Regions from separate parts of the Xenopus tropicalis genome. Here region 1 is linked to region 2. A link is a contact called in public Hi-C data. All regions are on one chromosome and are shown on one strand. Each heading gives the region's core, a stretch centred on a gene start, on an enhancer-like site or on the middle of the called end of the contact. The rest is flanking DNA. Distances are from core to core; before and after follow the strand shown.

Region 1 (6,553 bases), core at 2,023-4,522, 200 kb after region 2:
AGGCATATTGTGGGACAGTGTGTATAGCAAGGCATATTGTGGGACAGTGTGTATAGCAAGGCATATTGTGGGACAGTGTGTATAGCAAGGCATATTGTGGGACAGTGTGTATAGCAAGGCATAGTGTGGGACAGTGTGTATAGCAAGGCATATTGTGGGACAGTGTGTATAGCAAGGCATAGTGTGGGACAGTGTGTATAGCAAGGCATATTGTGGGACAGTGTGTATACAAGGCATATTTTGTGGCATATTATGCAGTGCTGTACAGATATTATACATCAGTCCCTACCCCAAAAGAGCTTACAATATAAGCTCCCTGTCCCATTGACATACATTGCATATAGTGGTTCCTATAAATGGCAGTTTCAGCCTCGCACTAGCAGGGCTACAGACATTACAGCCGCTCTGGGCTCTCACAGGGGAATTCTGGGTACAGAGAACGGAACATGTTGTTTTTTTAATAAGCCAAACATTATGTATTAGGGACTGAGTGATTCACAATGACAAAACGCTGCCCCCCCCCCCAACACACGCAAGCACACATTTAATAACCTCCAATGTATCTCAGCTAGGCCCTCGCTCTGATGGTTTCCATGGTAATGCTGATAAAAAAAAAACAGCCATTTTCCATATCTCTATGAAAGTCTATTATATTGCTGGATTAGTCCATCTTCTGCTAAGGTCAAACACAAAGTCACAGATACTGAAATATTTAGAATCTATGTACAGTCCCCCCCTTTTTCCCTGTTGCCCTTTCAGTACCCACAAAAGGGTGGGTTTTAATGGGCAATGGCTCTGTACAAAAGCAGTAAAATATGATTAATAACTGAGGAAAGACACAATTGTTTGCCTTTTTTTTAGCACCAGGAATGGTTAGGTCTCCTTTATCTATGCATCTCTCCCTATGAGCTCTCTTGATATGAATCACTTAATTGTACAGCATTTATAGGCAAGTTCACAGCGCCACCTACTGATACAATAGTGTATTGCACCACCTGCAAAAAACATTCCACTCATTTCCTAGTTTTACCTATGTTTTACATAAAAGAATTTCAAGAAACAGTTTGGAAGATACAAGGTTACTGGTATTAATGCTCACAACACAAGGACAAGTACAATGGGATTGCTACTTAAACACAATGCTGAATTCTATGTGGGGCATCTCATGAATACTTTTAATAAAGTTGTATAATTCATTATTACCTACAAAAAAGGCACAACAGTTGTCATTATGAAGCACCAGTATACTCCTTTACATGCCAATTAATGCCATATATGAATTTTGTCCAGTTGACCACAAAATGGCCTAATGATCCAAAATCTGGGCTTTTAGACCAACAGTCCAAGGCCTAAGTTTGAGACATGGGGTCCCAGTGCATTAGAGGAAGGGAAAGGCCATCATTTAATAGATATATAGATATATAGGAACGTCCAACCTGTTGGTGAGATGCTGGGAGTTTAAAGGCAAAATATTTCCACATTCTTGACATGATCTCATTCAGTTGGGCTTATGTAGAAAAGGTACAGCATTTGAACTTGAAAAATAAATACAAATAATTCCACAGATAGAAAAGAATCCATATTATTCCTACACATTATTTCCCACCATCCCTTAGGCAGTTTCATGCAACCCCACCCATATCTTGTTGTATCGTGAATTAATGGATTCTGGGACTTGAAGTTCCTGTCTTTTCCATAGTGGGCGGTTCACAAATTCTCTGGAAAGCAGACTTCAAGCCCCAGAATCCATTAATTCACTATGGAAGAAGGTGAGGGTTGCATTACACTGTGACCCTAAGGGGATGGGGAAATAGTTCCTGGGAATCCACCATTGTTTTTTTTTTCAGTCTATAGAATCAAAATTGTCTGTATATAAAATACATTTATATTTGTTTCTGGAAGATTAGGTATTGTTTATACTCTTTTTAAAGAGCCCACCTTGATCGGGTCATGCCAAAAGGGGTATATTTTCCCTTTACCTACAACAGCTGGAGGGCTGCAAGGTAGACATTCTTACTGTATATCCTATATAATATAAAATACCCAACATTGTTCCAAGCAAGTGGGCTCGGGGATGATGGAGGCTCGGGGTTAATGCTCTCCTCTGCCGTATGCCAGCTTGCAATGATCAGATCATAAGGAGGGGCCCTCCAAAGGCCTTTGGTTTTGAACTCCATCATGGCAAATAGAGGGCAGTCCTTAGTTTGTGGGGTTTATTGCCCAGCCTGATCAATATTAAGCACGAGTCAAATATCTGTCAGGGAGGCTGCGATCATTTTGACTCATAGGGAGGCCAAGCTATATGAACAAGTTTGAGCACCTTTACTCTCTGTTTTATGATTTATGACATATTGTATGTGATTTTGTTTGAGATAAGATTTTAGGATATGCCTATTATGCACATAATACACACGCATTGTACATAACCTGTAAATTATATTCTTATAAATGGCACTTAGTGATGTCACCTCAGAGGTCCATGACCCACATACAATCACCTGACCTGCAGACTTGCACCATAGTAAGTCCCTTGAATACCTTGGTCACTTCTAATATCATTATATATTACAACAGGGAGTACATTATAGCCAAGAAAAGTATATTACAGCATATTGCTGGCTAGGCCAGTCAAATACCAGCTGGGTGTCAACCCTAGGGGCACTTGAGTTCACATTTTAATCTATCTATCTATCATCTATCTATGTATCTATCTATCTATCTATCTATTTAACTATCTATCTGTCTATCTATCTATCTATCTATCTATCTATCTATCTATCTATCATCTATCTATGTATCTATCTATCTATCTATCTATCTATCTATCTATCTATCTATCTATCTATTTAACTATCTATCTGTCTATCACCTCTCTATCTATCTATCTATCTATCTATCTATCTATCATCTATCTATGTATCTATCTATCTATCTATTTAACTATCTATCTGTCTATCTATCTATCTATCATCTATCTATGTATCTATCTATCTATCTATCTATCTATCTATTTAACTATCTATCTGTCTATCACCTCTCTATCTATCTATCTATCTATCTATCTATCTATCTATCTATCTATCTATCTATCTATCATCTAACTACCTGTCTACCTCAATCTCTATATCAATTAAGTTATCATTTACCTATGGATCCAGCAGGACAAGGCCTAGATATTTGCATTAATAGATAAACACCCAACAAGCTAAACAGGTTTAATTGCATTCATTAGTCTTCTCCATTGTTATTGCCAACGAGCCCTGCAGTTGCCTTTATTCTACTGTACGGCTTCTCCTGAGTCATTCCTGCAGTGCAGTGAGTGAGACAGACGGCCCTGTTTGCGTAGGGACCGTACGGTATCAGATCTGTCACATTTTATTTTTAGTGCCTCTCGCCACTGTCCTTGCACTCTCGCTGCCCAGAGCACTTATATTTCTTCCTGTTTCCATGAAATCAGTTAATTTTAGATTGCTAGAACTTTTCCACTAGGCCCCATAATGGAAAATGTAGGGTAGTCCAAAGGGTGGGCCTGGCTGCTATATAAGCTGGAAATGTAGCGCATTAACCCCTTCAGAACATGGCCGATCCATGGTGAATGTAACAACACATACAGTGCATGGCAGTTCTAGAGGAGAAGCCCCTGGTGCAACAGTTAGAGGCCTACTGTACTGCCAATATTGGTATTGAAAAACTCTGTTTAATATAAATATCATATAAAGTATAAGGTATTTCTAATGTTTCACTTTTTAGGTTTTTCCAATTTGGGTAAAATCTGTTTTTCTGCATTTATTAAACTGCCAGCACTTTAGCCAATTTCCTACTATTTGCCAATATTCAGGTGTGTATCTTTGTGTTTGCCACAAGTTGGCATAAACCATTATAACACGGATTTGGCTGTGGCAATAGGAGGTACAGGGGGCCCAGAAGGGGCTGTATGTTTTTTATTATATGCTTATGAAGAATGTCTTATTAGGGGAATCTGCTGTGGGACCCAGTACATTCTACTCACCCCATAGAATTGCACTGCATTGTGTCAGCAAATATACAGTGGAGTAGCTGGGGGGTCCGTAGTGGACGGGGCCTGGTTGGACTGTGACCCCCACCCCCTCAAGGGTCATTCTGACCCTGCACTGCTTCCTATGACTGGGGGGACCCTCCTGCCATTTTTGATTATTAATAAACCTCTGTTAAAAAGTCCTGTTTGGGATGAATAGAAATTGAGGGAATTTCAGGTTATACACGGTTATATCAGGACTTGATAAAGTTCCTCGGAAAATGATTTTTGAAAGGGGTTCTTTACCTTTTTATGATGTAGAAAATGCTATTGTTATACAGTTTGCAGTTGGTCTTCATTTTTATTACTTGTGTTTTTTTCATTATTTAGCTTTTTTTTCAGCAGCTCTCCAGTTTTGAATTTCATCAGCTAACTTGTTGCTAGGGTCCAAATTACCATAGCAACCAGTCAGTCAGTTTGGAAGATACAAGGTTACTGGTATTAATGCTCACAACACAAGGACAAGTACAATGGGATTGCTACTTAAACACAATGCTGAATTCTATGTGGGGCATCTCGTGAATACTTTTAATAAAGTTGTATAATTAATTATTACCTACAAAAAACGCACAACAGTTGTCATTATGAAGCACCATTATACTCCTTTACATGCCAATTAATGCCATGCATGAATTTTGTCCAGTTGACCACAAAATGGCCTAATGACAGATCCAAAATCTGGGCTCTTAGACCAACAATCCAAGGCCTAAGTTTGAGACATGGGGTCCCAGTGCATTACAGGAAAGGAAAGGCCATAATTGAATATATATATATATAGGAACGTCCAACCTGTTGGTGAGATGCTGGGAGTTTAAAGGCAAAATATTCCCACTGATAGGGATTAAGTATTGATAGGGATTAAATTACTAAATGCTGTGATAGAGGTTAAATTGCTTAATGCTGAATTTACACAATTTTGTTTTCAATCATGAAGGCCTGTGTATGTATTACTTCAGTTGTTATGATTATCCTCATTATCTTGTCTTTGTCCAAGTTGCTTTTGGCCTTGGGTATCTCAGCTAATTTTCAAGGCTAAGAAATCATAATAAGCTTCAGTAGCCATTTTAATGAATTTCTGTTATTTGCTAATAACTGTAAGGCATATGTGCCCACCCATGCTACGTAAGCATAATGGGATGTGTTTACCTATTAACTATAAAAGTAATAACAAAACAAAATAAATTTGTACTTGTTTGCAATACACATACTGGTTGTATAGTTTGTACAAGTACCCTGATCAGCTCGCCTGAAGAGACATATCAGATATCTTGCCATCACACAGAGATTAAATCGGACCGGTCCGTGACTGCTTATAGGGACAGTGCTACAGGTGCACAGACAGAGTTACAGAGATTTACCCTAACAGTTCGTGCTACAGGTGTTACGAACAGAGATTACAGGATTTAACCCTTACACCCACATTCTTGACATGATCTCATTCAGTTGGGCTTATGTAGAAAAGGTACAGCATTTGAACTTAAAAAATAAATACAAATAATTCCACAGATTGAAAAGAATCCATATTATTCCTACACATTATTTCCCACCATCCCTTAGGCAGTTTCATGCAACCCCACCCATATCTTGTTGTATCGTGAATTAATGGATTCTGGGACTTGAAGTTCCTGTCTTTTCCATAGTGGGCGGTTCACAAATTCTCTGGAAAGCAGACTTCAAGCCCCAGAATCCATTAATTCACAATGGAAGAAGGTGAGGGTTGCATTACACTGTGACCCTAAGGGGATGGGGAAATAGTTCCTGGGAGTCCACCACTGGTTTTTTTTTCAGTCTATAGACTATAAACTGTTGCTAGGGTCCAAATTACCATAGCAACCAGTCAGTGGTTTTAGTGAGAAACTGGACTATGAATAGGAGAGGGCATGAATAGAAAGATAAGTAATAAAAAGTAATAAGAACAATAGCATTTTAGCCTTATAGAGCAACAGTTTTTGGCTGCCAGGGTTAAATCATGGGAAACTCAGTGAAAGGGAATGCATTTTGAATGTTAGTAAATCAACTCCCTGGTGTTTCAAGGGATGTATTTATCTGTATTTATTATTATACTTTGTATTTATCTATTATCTTATTAACACCCTGTTTGTAGTAATGTATTCTACTGTACAGCGCTGCGTACATAAGTAGCGCTTTATAAATAAAAATATACACACATACATACATACATGTTTGTTGTTTCTACCACAAAGGGTGATAATTTTTTCTTTTGTGACAAAACTGCCGGCTACAGCACATTGTTGGAGAACTCTGCTGTTCCATCCCCAAACTTTGGCTACAGTAGTGGTAGCACTACATGATAGATAATATATATGATCATATAATAAGGATATGCATACATTCTGTATGTGGAGACCCTAAAAGCCCCTTAAAGTGGAAGAACCTGGCTGGTCTGACCTCAACCCAACCAAAACCCTGTGAATGAAATTGAAACGCCACTGCAGGCCGAACCTGTCTTCTCAATATCAGTGCACAAAGTCTTATGTA
Region 2 (5,789 bases), core at 1,023-3,522:
ACAGAGAAAAGGGAATCATTTAACCATTAAATAAACCCAATAGGGCTGTTCTGCCCCCAATAAGGGGTAATTATATCTTAGTTGGGATCAAGTACAGGTACTGTTTTATTATTACAGAGAAAAGGGAATCATTTAACCATTAAATAAACCCAATAGGGCTGTTCTGCCCCCAATAAGGGGTAATTATATCTTAGTTGGGATCAAGTACAGGTACTGTTTTATTATTACAGAGAAAAGGGAATCATTTAACCATTAAATAAACCCAATAGGGCTGTTCTGCCCCAATAAGGGGTAATTATATCTTAGTTGGGATCAAGTACAGGTACTGTTTTATTATTACAGAGAAAAGGGAATCATTTAACCATGAAATAAACCCAATAGGGCTGTTCTGCCCCCAATAAGGGGTAATTATATCTTAGTTGGATCAAGTACAGGTACTGTTTGATTATGACAGAGAAAAGGGAAATCATTTTTAATAGATTATTTTATTAAAATGGAGTCTATAGGAGATTAGAATCCATTAATTCAGAGCTTTCTGGATAACGGATCCCATACCTGTATTACTGTTATTTATAAAGGCAGCATATTCCCGGCACTTTATAGGGTTTATAAATTAGTGGAGCTTACAATCTAGGGTCCCTATCACAGTCACACACACTATAGGCAGTTATATCAGGAGCCAATAACCTGCCTGTATGTTGCTGGGAGGAAACACTGACATGGGGAGAACACACAAATCCCTTGCAGACAGTGCCCTGGCTGGAAATGAATCCCAGACCCCAGGAATTCAAGGCAGCAATGCTAAAGGCTGCACCACTGTGCTACTATAAAATTGACTGGGAACAACTGCCTTGGAAAAATACTTTTAAGGCTAATGGCACACAAGTTGTTTTTTATTTCAGTATAAATATGCATACTTCAGCTTTTCCACTCTGTGTGTGCGCTAACTGGCTGATCCTGTAAATGTGAGTGGACACGGTGCGGAGGGCAGTGGATCAGCTTCTCTCCATGGGCGTATATACAATATAGACCCTATACACCTGTGGGGAAAAGAACCCTTGTTCTATTAGCCTCGAAGGACAAGTCGACCCAAAATATAATGTTTTGCCTAATAAAAGAAAACATAATTCTAAGCAGCTTTGCAATATACATTCATTACATATTTGCAATGGTTTTTGACTTATTTCTATATATAATTGCTATTAGAAGCAGTGTTTGCCTGTCCTTTTCTATTCCCTGCCCCGGTGGCTCTGACTGAAACAATGTAACCCAACCCAGCAGACTGACAGACCTGCCTTGCTGGAGGAGACTGACCTTTGCAACATAGTTTAAAAAGTAACAACCAGGAGTTCCGCAAATGTTGCTTTCTATAGCAATTACATTTACAAATAACTTTTCAATAAATTCACATTGGAAAGTTGCTTGGAATTATATTTTCTTTTCTTTTTATTAGGCAAAAAATTATTTTTGGGGTTGACTTGTCCTTTGAGGCTAATAGAACAAGGGTTCCTTTTCTCCACAGGTGTGTAGGGTCTATATTGTATATACGCCCATGGAGAGAAGCTGATCCACTGCCCTCCACACCATGTCCACTCTATACATCTAAAAACCCACTTGAGTTCTTGGGAAATATAAGCAAAAAGGTTATGATATTAATTATAAGAAAACATTATTGTACAGCGCTGCGGAATATGTTGGCGCTTTATAAATAAATGTTAATAATAACTATATTCCCAGGGTGTACGCTGGCTAAAGTCTCCATTGCGCACAAGCTGACATGAAGGCTTGTTACCTTATTGTTATCTGTACTTCTGTTATCTCTCCAGCATTGATTCCTACTTAATGGAACGAGAGATACACAAATGGAAACAGGCCGATGTGCCATGTTGTAATACTGCGACAGCCAATCATCTTTCTCATATAAATATCCCTGAAATGCAGTGAAGACCAGTCGATGGGGGGGTGGGGTCTTTTAAAATTATTTTCTGACATAGAAACCTGCTTGGTTTTGGCTGAAATAAAAACAAAGAAAATCCACTGTTGAATTTGACCCTTTCTTTGCTGACATGTAGCCCTCTGGCGATGAGTGGAAAATTGCATGAATTAAATGCCTGTGTACTATGCCTGTGTTCTCCAGAAATGTAAATTAAGATGAGTTGAATGAAGCAGATTTCAGGGATGTTTCCACTTGTTCTACTGACCTGTAGGTTTGGTCCATCCAGGACATGGTGACCCCTGGCTGAGCCTAAGGCTGCGGTGACCTGATCCCACCCGGCTCCTCTTCAGCCCCTAGTGCTTAGCTGGCCAGCTCTGGTATTTCTGTGCCCCAGACGCTACACTGGTCTTACCTGAGCTAATGAGCTATAATTACACCCTTTGCTATAATTACAAAAACTCTTTGTTTTAGCTTGAAAGAAATGACGAAATGCTTTGTTCACTCAAATGCAGTCACAGCTTTCGTGTGATAGAGTTTTACCAGATTGCGGGGGCGCACTCGCTGGGACTAAAGCCCCAAAGTCAGGCGACTTGAAATACAAGAAAGGGGTGACGATAAAAGAAAATCCAGCCGTATTGAACCCCGGAAATAAAATGTGTTGCTGTTAGAAAGCTCTTTGCTATATTGATGAACTTTGGGCTTGCACAAAAGAATTGCAAGTATTACAGGTCTGTTATTCGTAAACCCGTTATCCAGAAAGTTCCGAACTACAAAAAGGCCATCTCCAATAGATCCCATTATAAGCAAAAAAGTCTAATATTCAAAAATAATTTCCTTTTTTCTCTGTAATACAGAGTACAGTATTTTGTACTTGATCCCAACTAAGATATAATGAATCCTTATTGGGGGCAGAACAGCCCTATTGGGTTTATTTAATGGTTAAATGATTCCCTTTTCTCTGTAATAATAAAACAGTACCTGTACTTGATCCCAACTAAGATATAATTACCCCTTATTGGGGGCAGAACAGCCCTATTGGGTTTATTTCATGGTTAAATGATTCCCTTTTCTCTGTAATAATAAAACAGTACCTGTACTTGATCCCAACTAAGATATAATTACCCCTTATTGGGGGCAGAACAGCCCTATTGGGTTTATTTAATGGTTAAATGATTCCCTTTTCTCTGTAATAATAAAACAGTACCTGTACTTGATCCCAACTAAGATATAATGAATCCTTATTGAAGGCAAAACAATAATATTAGGTTTAATTACTGTATAAAGGGCAGATTTATCAAAATGTAAGTTTAGAACTAAATACATAAAAACATTCTATTCATTCCTGTATGTTTTTTAGCAAATGGTGAGTGCTAACTTTCACCTATTTATAAATACACTTCTAACAATCCCATAGGAATGAATAGAATTTATCACATTTTGATAAACCTGCCCATTATGGGCTTAATTATCAATTTCCTAGTTGAATGGGGAAGTTTTACATTTGAGTCTTTGGGTTTTTTGCACTTTATAAATACCAGATATTCGAGTCTTTGAACCATAACAAGATTTAAGGCTTGAATCGTGAAAAAAAATCAAACTCCCCCCCCACCCTAAGGGGCTGATTTACTAAGACACGATTTCGAATCCGAATTGGAAAAATTCCGATTGGAAACGAACATTTTGCGACTTTTTCGGTAATTTTGCGATTTTTTCGTATTTTTTGCAATTTTTTTCGGCGTCTTTACGATTTTTGCGAAAAAACGCGAGTTTTTCGTAGCCATTACTAAAGTTGCGCAAAGTCGCGATTTTTTCGTAGCGTTAACACTTGCGCGCAAAGTCGTGCCTTTTTCATAGCGTTAAAACTTAAAAGGCGCAACGTTTCGCGCAAGTTTTAACGCTACGAAAAAATCGCGACTTTGCGCAACTTTCGTAATGGCTACGAAAAACTTGCGTTTTTTAGCAAAAATCGTAAAGACGCCGAAAAAATCGCAAAAAATACGAAAAAAAAAATCGCAAAATTACCGATCATTACGAAAAAAACGCAATCGGACGCATTCGCCCCGTTCGTGGGTTAGTAAATGTGCCCCTAAGTGTTCAGCAGACTACAGAATTTCTTTTACCAAGATAAAACCTTAAATTACCATGTAAAAAAGCCAGAAAGTTCTAATTATTTCCATACCAGAGCAGTTACATAAAAGATCAGCAAAAGGTCAACTTCATATTCCCTCTATTCTATTGTTTTCATTGCACCTATTCTATCTGGCCTTCTGAATGCTCAGCGATGACACAGAATAATAATTATAACAAAGAATAATGTAGATTTATCCCTTGTTATTTGTTAGGGTGTAGTTAAAATTAATACACTCCACAGACTGCCTGAGATTCTGATGTAATTCATTGAGAACAAATTTTTTGTTTCTGTTGTCATCAGCTTGGCCACATACATGGTACAAATAGCTTTTTGGTAACTTTATGCTAGTCCCATGTACAATAGACCTTCCCACAGTGTCAGAATGGTCATCTTAGGGATTTATCTTCCAGCCTTCTATAGGCTGACCGAATGCTGGACTGGAGCAATCTACAGAATCGTATTTGAAAATAGCCCATATTACCAAACAACTCTGCCTGTACCAATAGGGATCATGCTACTATATATATTGTACACAACAAGAACATAGCTAGGGCATCGGCAGGGAGCTCTCTGAAGATGCAAATTGTATAGGTGTTATATAGGCCTGTGATACAAATAGGAGGCTGTTGGGAATTATCCTTGAATAGGACCCACTGGGGTCTAAGCCCACCGGGAGATCCTCTGGTACTGGGGCACACTAGTATTAAGGCAAAGATTTAGGGTGAAGACACACAGAGCTACTAGTAGCAGCTACTTGTCACGGCTACTAAAATAGATAATGCTGATCATTTACTGATAATTGTCTCTACGTGTGTTTTAGCAGAGGCAATTCTCAGTACTGTATTTTCTGGCATTTAGTAGCCATGAAAAAGTAGCTGCTTTTAGTAGCTCTGTGTGTCTTCACCCTTAAGGGCTCTGGCACAAGGGGAGACTCGCGAGTCTTTTTCAGCGATTTGCACGAAATCGGGCCGCCGCGTCTGCCATCCCGCCGGCGACTTACATGTTCGCCGGTGGGATGGCAGGGGGAAGGCAACTCGGGGAGATTAGTCGCCCGCGAACAGGGAGTTTTGCCGCGGGCGACTAATCTCCCCGTGTGCCAGAGCCCTAAGAAGTTTATTGGTGGAAGTGAGATGGAGTTTTACCAAAGAACAGTATGGCAATCTCTCATGGCAACAATTCCAAAAAAATAGCTTTTGTAATGTCCATTCTGAATTAGGCACCTGTACATGCTAAGGCCGTATGCCAAGCTACAGTTGGTACTGAATTGCTGAACAGTTGACAAAAATCTGTATAGGAACCATTTTTGGTTCTGCAGCTTTATATTGTTTGAACCCAGGTGTTGCCAGTTTGTATTGATATGCCAGTTCCATGCCAGTTAATGAGATATAAGCACATTCTGCAGCATTGACAGTGTTGGACTGGGGTGTGGGAGGCCCAGCGGCGCTTCTACCTCAAGGACCCCCACTCTTCATCAGGGGCCCTGCTACCCACCTACCTGCTCACCCACCCAGACCCAACACCAGCACCCACCCAGACCCAACGCCAGCACCCACCCACCACATGTGCTCCTTATACTTTATTTGCCATGATGGTGGGAGGGAAGCAGGGGAGCTACAATATTGCAGGTGGGGATCAGGTCTGGGTCAGCCCACCAGGTTTTATCCCAATGTTCTGCTGGCCCAGTCCAACCCTGAGCATTGAGATTACAAATAGAGATAATTC

What was found. A called contact is a pair of places that touch in the nucleus more often than the background predicts.
Region 1: a contact with region 2 is called in a Hi-C map of neurula embryo, with 3 times the contacts expected there. The contact joins two enhancer-like sites. A contact is called at or near these places in 2 of 5 Hi-C or Micro-C datasets (brain and neurula embryo).

What each region holds. Positions count from the first base shown.
Region 1 is chr4:135,436,034-135,442,586 of UCB_Xtro_10.0, forward strand. No RefSeq gene overlaps it. Among named protein-coding and RNA genes, the nearest start is that of gata2, 24 kb to the left of the region's middle. Within about 2 kb of position 3,273, at least 3 of the 11 cell types and tissues checked have an H3K27ac peak or open chromatin away from gene starts, as enhancers often do. A contact at or near this core is called in neurula embryo, where this site is marked.
Region 2 is chr4:135,239,824-135,245,612 of UCB_Xtro_10.0, forward strand. No RefSeq gene overlaps it. Among named protein-coding and RNA genes, the nearest start is that of gata2, 170 kb to the right of the region's middle. Within about 2 kb of position 2,273, at least 2 of the 11 cell types and tissues checked have an H3K27ac peak or open chromatin away from gene starts, as enhancers often do. A contact at or near this core is called in neurula embryo, where this site is marked.